Regions from separate parts of the Mus musculus genome. Here region 2 is linked to region 1. Evidence: chromatin contacts called from public promoter capture Hi-C data. All regions are on one chromosome and are shown on one strand. Each heading gives the region's core, a stretch centred on a gene start, on an enhancer-like site or on the middle of the called end of the contact. The rest is flanking DNA. Distances are from core to core; before and after follow the strand shown. Region 1 holds the start of Cyld (CYLD lysine 63 deubiquitinase). Region 2 holds the start of Cnot1 (CCR4-NOT transcription complex, subunit 1).

Region 1 (4,054 bases), core at 505-3,004:
TCTTGGATGAAGTCAGGCCCTTATCCTGATTCAGTGAGCATGTGTCAGCGGGGGTGGGGGTGGGGATAAGTGAGGTACATGGTTACTGATAGTGCAGTGGCAAACCCTACTGAAGCAGAGCATTCAACTATACAAGATGTCACTATCAGAAAGGACATAAAGATGCTTCAGCCAGGAGCGGCAAATCACATCTCCAGGAGCCTAAGGACAATGAGCATGAGAGAAAGGATCTGAGGAGAGAAAACAGAGTGGGGGAAGGACTCTGACAATCTGGAGAAAATAAGTCTGCTTGACCCACTAAAAGATTCCCAAGTCTACTTCCTCAACTCTGTCCTCTTCCTTGTTGGATGGGGCCAAGCAAAATGTTCTCCCACACAGCCAGATTGGATCTCTGAATCATGCCAGTGTCATGGGAGAATCCAGATCTATAGGGGAATGTTGTTGTCTAAGGCCACTGTGTGTCACTATTGATTTATATCATGTGGCTAGAGCTTGGGAAATTGGGAACAGGATATATGTATACCAGTGAAAGACAGGAAAGAGTTGAGGCTTCAGTTTTCAGAAGATACCAATTTCATCATGGTTGATTTCAGCAGGGAGAGGAGTTGTGAGTTAATACTGTTAGCAATCACCCATGTGTCTGTCTGCTTCTGTGTTAGTGGTTTTCATTGTTTGGATTTTCAGAAACATGGTAGTCTTCACTGGGGAAATTTGTGTCATGATTAAACACACACACACACACACACACACACACACACACACACACACACACACACACCCCTCCTTCTCAGTATTAATCACCTTCTCCCATAATTAGTAGTTAAAATGTCAAAGGAGAAGGAATTAATTAAGAGAACTATCCAGTGAAGCAAGTCATGTGCTGCCAGGCTCTGGGGCTGATTATAAAAAGAGTTTCTTTAAATATTTTGAACACTTTTGGGAGTCAGAATCCTTCCGTCTAATTGAAAGATCCTTCATTATACCCTTAATTCTGGCTGGTGGCCAGGGATGCAGTCCCGGGTAAGGTAGAGGGTGGAAAGCCTTTCTTTATCCTTAGGAGACTCTCTCCACCCTTGGAGAGGATGGCCACAGAAGTTTAAAAAAACAGCAGGTGTCCCAGACGCCATCTGAGGACAGAAAGAGCTTCAGTTTGTACAGAGTCTACTGTTAGGAGATACTATATAGCATTTCACAATAATCCGGTAAAACAGGTGGTACTAACACCTCCGTTCTACAGACGAGGAAATTGAGGCTTAGGATGGTTGGGAGTTCCCCGTGTTACATGTTGACAAACTGAGAAAGAAAACATTGACTCTAGGTGTAATTCTAAGCTTTGTTCTTTCAATGGAATTCTGAAAATTATTCTCAGTTCTTCTCTGGATCGCTTCCCACCCTAGTTTTGACAGCTAAGCCAAGAGACAAGACCCGCGCAAGGAGGGTGGAGCTAAGAGCACAGCGCCCCGCCCAGGCGTGGTTTCAGCCAATGGTGACATGACACTGGCGGCCTTTCGCCCAATCAGCCATCGCTCCTCGCCCCCACCCTTTCTCCTCTGCCCCGCCCCTTCGCTTTCCCTTTGCCTCCACCGAGCTTGACCGAGCGGAAAGTCCCTTCAGCCAGCACCCTGCCAGCAGCCATTGGAGGAAGGTCTGTTACAAGAAAACCCAATCAGAGCGCACGCAGGGTCGGATCTCTGAATACGATTGGCTAGCGCGGCATCTACCCTCTCCGCCTCCGCTCCTCCCTCCCCGCGGGCAGTTCGGAGGCGGGGCAGGTGGGGGCGGGCCCAGGTAGCAGGTTCGGCTGCGCGGGGGCCCGCGCGCCTGAGGTAAATACTGGGGTGGTGGGTGTGGGGCGCCCGGCCGGCCCGGGACGCTGGTTCTGAAGCCCGGGGCTGCGGCGCTGAGCGGCGGCCGAGGCGGGTGAGTGTGCGCGGCCGCGCGGCTGACGCTAGGTCCCCAGTGTTCCTGCTCTGCCTCAGGCGCCCTGAAGCGCGGAGGCGACCGTCGGGCCTCAGCGCCCGCCCGTTAGCTGCCCCGGGCCGACGAGCTTCTGACGTCAACCGCGGTTGTCACCTCCAGCCTGCCCGAGGGCTCCCGACTCGCGGGACTCCTGCACCACAGGGCTTGGGTAGGAGCAGTGCAGGACTCCGTCTTTCTCTCTGGCCCGCCGTCGTGGACAGATGGGGAAACTGAGGCCGGGACCCTGCCTGGCTCCCAACGGCTGCAGGAGGCAGGGAGAATCTCGGGTTATGGTACCTCACGTCTGTGCTGTTTTGTGGGGTGTTGGTGGCTCCGCTCCCGGAAGAGCAGTCTGGCCTCGCTAATGGCGTGTTCTGCTTTTTCTTTCAGTTTCTCTGGTCTGGAGGGAGGGGGGAGGAGAGAGGATGGTTTTGCACAGTTGTGTAGTTGGAAGGTGCATCCTGTTGAGACAGGTACCTTGTTTTTCCTTTTATTATTATGGTCAGCCTTGGAGGAGACCGCCAAGTCGCGAATGATCATGGTCTGGAACTGAGTTCATCTGGGTCAGCTGCCAGGTTATTCATGTCCTTGGCATCTTTTTCTATTCCACCCCTTGGCATTTGCATGTTTTAGGGGTTTGTCATCCTCTAGCCACCAAGCCTTGCAATCTCCCAACCCCCACTATCCCCGCCACCTTCCTCTTTTTGATTTTCCCTGGAAAGTTGTCTCCTTAGAGGAGCATTCATTCATACCTTGCTGTGGTGTGTGTGTGTGTGTGTGTGTGTGTGTCTGTGTGTGTCTGTGTTGGGGCTAATCAGGGATTCCTAATAAGATTGCTCATTTTTGTAATCATTGGCTCCAGAGAAGAATGCAGGCATCAAGAGGGCGTGCATTCAAACATCAGTCTCTTGCACACCCCCTCATACCTCAAGTAGGTTGAATGGCCCCAAGAATTTAGCCTGCTGCTCCCCGCTGGGTAGTGGGTGGATTTGCACTAGAACAGTATTGAAGGAAAGTGATTTGCTGGAAATTCTTAGTGAAGTTCATGTAATTTGAATGTTGACAGTACCCAGAACATTCTCTAATGTTCTGCTGCAAAATTTTAAGGTATTCTTTAAAAAAAAAAAAAAAAGCCTTGTTTGGACTGGAAACTTTTGAGATGAGCTGATAAGACCAGGAACTTGTTATGTAAAAATGACATATTAAACAGAAGATACCTAAACTGTGGTTAAGTGATTTAAGGAAGTCTTTAATACATGAAGAAAGAGCAGTAATTATCCTGCCCATCAATCTATACTTAGTGTTTTGCTCCTGGTGTTTATACTGTCATCTTACATTTTTAGTTTCAAATGAAGCTCCAAACAACCTGGTTTCATAATTGTGACATTTCACCTTACTTGTTTCTACTTATATGGATAGTAGCATAGTATAAAATTGATTGTGATTTTTTTCCCCAGAGAATTAATGATATTTTAGGCAAACATCATGTTTCTCTATTTCTTGACTCTTATTTTTAACATAGTAGAAACTTCTGGTCACTTAAATAGGACAAGGAAATAGCATTTTGGCTTCCACCATTACAATCTAAGCTAATCAAGTTTTCTGGTCTAGTCCCTGGAAAGACAAGGAGTGGGGAAGTCACATTTTTAGAGCCCAGTGGTTAGGTTTAACTCACAAGAGACAGCATTGTTCCTGTCTTCCTGATGTGACTGCAGATGCAAGAGCCAGACTTTTTTTTTTTTTCCAGACTTTTTTATTAAATAAACCTTTTAAGTCCCACTTGGTTTTGTGACTGTATCCTCGTGTCACAAATTATTCTGGTCTTGAAATCTCTGTATTTCTATTTACTGTTTAGGCATGTAATGACTTGTTCTTTTAGTAAGAGTTGTTTTTTCTTAAGTTAGTCATTCTAACTGACTGAAAGCATTTGGAGAAGATGTGGCTCTTTTCTTGCATATCCATGCCAGCCTGCTTACCTCTTTACCATTTGTGATTTGAGCAGTATTTAGTATTGTAATTTCTATTGTGATTTAGAAAGCTTTCTGTGGTGTTTTAGAACAAGGAGGCTACCTCAGAAGAGCCAGATGTGATTGAA
Region 2 (4,054 bases), core at 895-3,394, 7.1 Mb after region 1:
GATGGCTCAAAAGGTAAGAGCATTTGTCACACAAGCATGAGGACCTGAGATCCATCCTTTACATTTCACTAAGCGTCAAAATACTGACTCCTCATATTCTTAGACCTCTCCTCGCATGAGCTATGGCACAAGAATGCTAAACTCACTCACTCGTGTGTGTGTGTGTGTGTGTGTGTGTGTGTGTGTGTTATTCAACAAATTTTAATCTTGGGTTTAAAAAAATACTTTCAGGTATTAGTGACTAGGATCCTCCCCACTCAGCCTTTGTTTTTTCCCACTGTTTTTGTTGCTGAGACAAGGCTTTCACATGTAGCCCAGGCTGTAAAGAAATCACAATGAGCTTCATGCCCCATTCTGTACTGCTGGGATTACAAGCAGCCAGTGTCACCACACCCGGCTAAAGGTCAGATTTGTGTGTGTGTATGTGTGTGCCTCGATTCTAGACTTGCTTCCACTAAACAAACAGCCAGGACCAGGTGAAAAAGAACCAAATTCCCAAGTCAGACCCTCTGCCTGCAAAAAGAACCTTTACTAACATCCTGCCTGCCATTCAGGCCAAGGCCCTGCTTGCTATCATCAGGTCTTCCTGCCATGGGACAACCATCTGTAATGTCCTCACACAGCACTGAAAACAGGTCCCATTTCTACCTCCACCATTTTCACACATGTATACTACTTTTCCAAAGAGAGGTCAGGAGGGAAATGCTGGTATTTTCTCTAATAAGCAGTACACCCACTCAATTATTGGCTGATTGTTGTTGGGTTCCCCCCCCTCTCCATTGTAATCACAAGGGACCGAACTGCAACAAAACCGGAAAACTCAAGTACTGTTACTCGGTTTTGAATAGAGAGGAAAAAGAAGTATATAGGCCCCAAAGAAACTCGACATCTGGGGCTAGAGCTCACTGATACAAGGCCTGCCTGGATTAAATGTCCACGGAAGGTGGGACTGTAATATTTGTCGAGGTGACTTCTGGGGAACGTTTACCTCTCATGAAGCTTAATTTTCCATACAACACTTTGAAAAGCACTTCTTTTCAAAACCTACAAAGCACTCCTCCTGCAAGTAATGTCTGTGAGCACAGGTGGGTGAGCTCCCTCCCGGACCTGGTGGCATGGCCAAATGTGTTTGCTTATTAGCCTTAGGCTTAACCTAAGATCTCTCCAAGATCTGCACCAAATCAAGACCCACAAGCATTCTGCTCACTGGTGGGCATCTGCCGGTAGTTGCCGGTTGGAGGGTTGGGGGCGTTGGGACAGGCAGAACCAACACTACCAACCGCACAGGGACCTAGGTGACTTAAGTTGGGGGGCTATCGACTTGTTAGAAAGTGCGAGCGCCGGGGCGCGCGAGTGGAACAAAAAACCTGTAGCGAGAAGGGTAACACGGAAGTGCTCACTCCCGCCCGCCCGCCCCTCCCACCGCCAAGCAGCCAAAAGCGAGGGGCTTGACAACGTGCTGGGGGGCGCAGGAGGGGAGGGAGTCCCCGGAAAGCGCTACGAATCGGCAGCAACTCCAAACCCGCCCCCTGGCCCGCCCGCCCAGCGAGGAACCTAGGTAGGCCGCGGGCGCCCGCGCCCATAGCCCCCCATCCGGGAGCCCGGGAGGAAAGGGACAGTTGAGGAGCTCGTGCGCTCCGAGGAGGCTGCAGCCCTGCGCGCGCGGCGAGCCGAGGCCCTGGGATCCGAACTGCCACCTCCGCCGCCGCCATCCTCGAAGCCTCCAGGCAAGGCCTCCAGGCCGAGCCGCTCCGGAGCTGCTCACCCGCGCCCGGGCGCTCCGAATCCAGGAACGTGAGCCCCCGGTCTCCCTTCTCCAAGAGAGCAAAGCCGCCGCGAGCGGGCCGAGTCCGTCCCCTCCCGCCTTGGCTCCACGTCTCCGGCTCGCCTGCCCGAGTCCCGACGCCCCGGGAAAAGGCTTCCAGGGTCCCCAGTCCACCCCACCCCCGGTACCGCTCCCACCCGGACCCGCGTCCCGAGCTTGACACTCCCAGCCTCCGCCACCTCCAACCGCAGCCCCAGCCCGCCTCACCTCAGTCGGCTCCCGCAGCGCTGGACACAGGAAACTCCTGGGTCCTCGACTCCGGCTCTCCTCGACCCCCCTCTTCGGTTAACTCCGCTTGTTTTCTCGACAAAATGGCGCCCGAGGTCGCGCGCTCACGTCGCGGCCTTTCCCCTCCCAGTTCCCATTTCACCATTCGCTGCCCGCTTTGGCGGAGGGATGGCCCTAGCGCCCAGCCAATGGCCGCGCGCTGACCGCAACGGCGGTCCAATCGCCGATGGGTACCCGCGGATTTAAACCAATCACACACTAATCACTCGCAGAAGTCGAGGAAGAAACCAGGCTCCTGCTAGCAACCACCAATCCAGACTCCTAGTTTGCGGGGCTCAGGCCAATTGCCGCTCATCAGCCCTGGGACTGGGTCCGAGTCTGGGCGCCTGCGCACCCGGGTGTAAGCCAATGGTTAGACGTTGGGAACTTCGATTTGGGACTCGAAGACATAAGCCTTCGAGGTGTTCGACCTATGGGGACTGGCTGGTCATTGCCTCCGGGAAACAAAAAAATACGGAAGGGAGCTCGTTAATGCATTGCCACCCTGCGCACAAACTACTCTAACTTAGAGACAGGGTGATGCTCGTCTACTTTCCTTCGTCTTTCGAAATGTCACGGTCCGAGAGGCTGTGCGGGTTCCCAGCGGAAGCATTGTCCACCCCTCGGATCTCTTTAGCAAGGAGCACCAGTCATCAGAAGGCGTCAGACGCGGGGCAAAGTTGAGGTCCTTTGCATCCTGGGTTATGTAGTCGCACGCCCCGCCTATTCCTGTCGCAAAAGTAACGTGGTCTCTTCCATCACTGTCTGCGCCCTAGAGCAGCAATGCATGCTGGAGAATGTAGTCTCCCAGATGCCCACCTAATCCTGGCTCTTTTAAAGTTTGTTTTCCATTTGTCTTTTGAAGCAGGGACGCTTTGCAGAGATATAGAAACAGAAGTTCTCCTCCTGCTCTTGGCTATTCTCAAGGATGCCAATGCCTTTTGCTTCTTGGATAAAAGGCTACGTTATCCACTGTGTCCTCCTATCTTTTAGACTTTTTGTTTGAGTTTTGAAACAAGGTCTCTTTCAGTTAACCCAACTGTAGTCCAGGCTGGCCTGAAACATACTAAGAAGCATAAATTGACCTTGAGCTCCTTGCAATCTTCCAAAATACTGAGATGATAATAGACGTAACCTCTCATACCAGTACTATTTGAACTTTAAAGAGATGTGTTAAAGACTTTTATTACTTATTTTACGTGTACAGGCGTTTGCTTGCATGTAAATCTATGCACCATGCATGTACAATGTCCTCAGAGGTCAGAAGAGGATGCCCGTCCCTCTGGAAGTGAACGGTTGTGAGCCACTGGGTGGGTCCTCTGGAAAAGCAGCCAGCTCTTGTAATCTCTGTGCCATCTTTCCAACCCCTAGATGAAAAAAAAAAAGTGTCTGAGTGCTTGCCTATATATATGTTCACCTAGAGAGTGTGGACCTGGTACCCAGGAAGGCATTGGATGCCCCGGGACTGAGATGAGAGTCTCAGCAGTAAAGTTGTAAGCTGCTCTATGAGTGCTGGAAACCCACCCCTGCACCTCTGCAAAAACAGCTCCTCTCCAGCCCCCATCTTGAACTTTTTTTATCAATGTTTTATTTGTGCAATTTAGCAATATGGGGGTTGTTTCGTTTTGTGGGTTTTGTTTTCTTTTGTTGTTAAAGAAGAAGAGAGACAAAGATGAACTGAGACTGTTCTGGAGAAGGGGGAGGGGGACATACAAGTCAACTACCCAAGATCAATTCTGTAATTCTACAACCAGTTTAGTTCAAGCTTCAATTGCCCCCAAACTGAAGGTAAGCTGAAATAAAGCTGATATAAACGGGGCCTCCTAGAGGAGATTCTTAAGCTCACTGCCCATCTCTCCTCGGAGGTTATACATCACTACTAAAATCTGACAGCCATAAAAACTGAGCCAGGATTTTCACAATGCCCTAAAGGTCAAAGTCCTTTGACTGTGTATCTAGGCT

The links. Promoter capture Hi-C pulls out the DNA fragments that hold promoters and counts their contacts.
Region 2: a contact with region 1 is called in a promoter capture Hi-C map of pre-B cells. The contact joins the promoter of Cnot1 here to the promoter of Cyld in region 1. A contact is called at or near these places in 1 of 39 promoter capture datasets (pre-B cells) and 1 of 484 Hi-C or Micro-C datasets (B cells).

What each region holds. Positions count from the first base shown.
Region 1 is chr8:88,695,274-88,699,327 of GRCm38.p6, forward strand. It overlaps Cyld (CYLD lysine 63 deubiquitinase), which reads left to right and starts at 1,755. Exons shown (of 17, transcript NM_173369.3): 1 at 1,755-1,826.
Region 2 is chr8:95,805,301-95,809,354 of GRCm38.p6, forward strand. Cnot1 (CCR4-NOT transcription complex, subunit 1) reads right to left here and starts at 2,145. Exons shown (of 49, transcript NM_001372353.1): 1 at 2,033-2,145. 4930513N10Rik (RIKEN cDNA 4930513N10 gene) reads left to right here and starts at 1,530. Exons shown (of 4, transcript NR_015574.3): 1 at 1,530-3,880.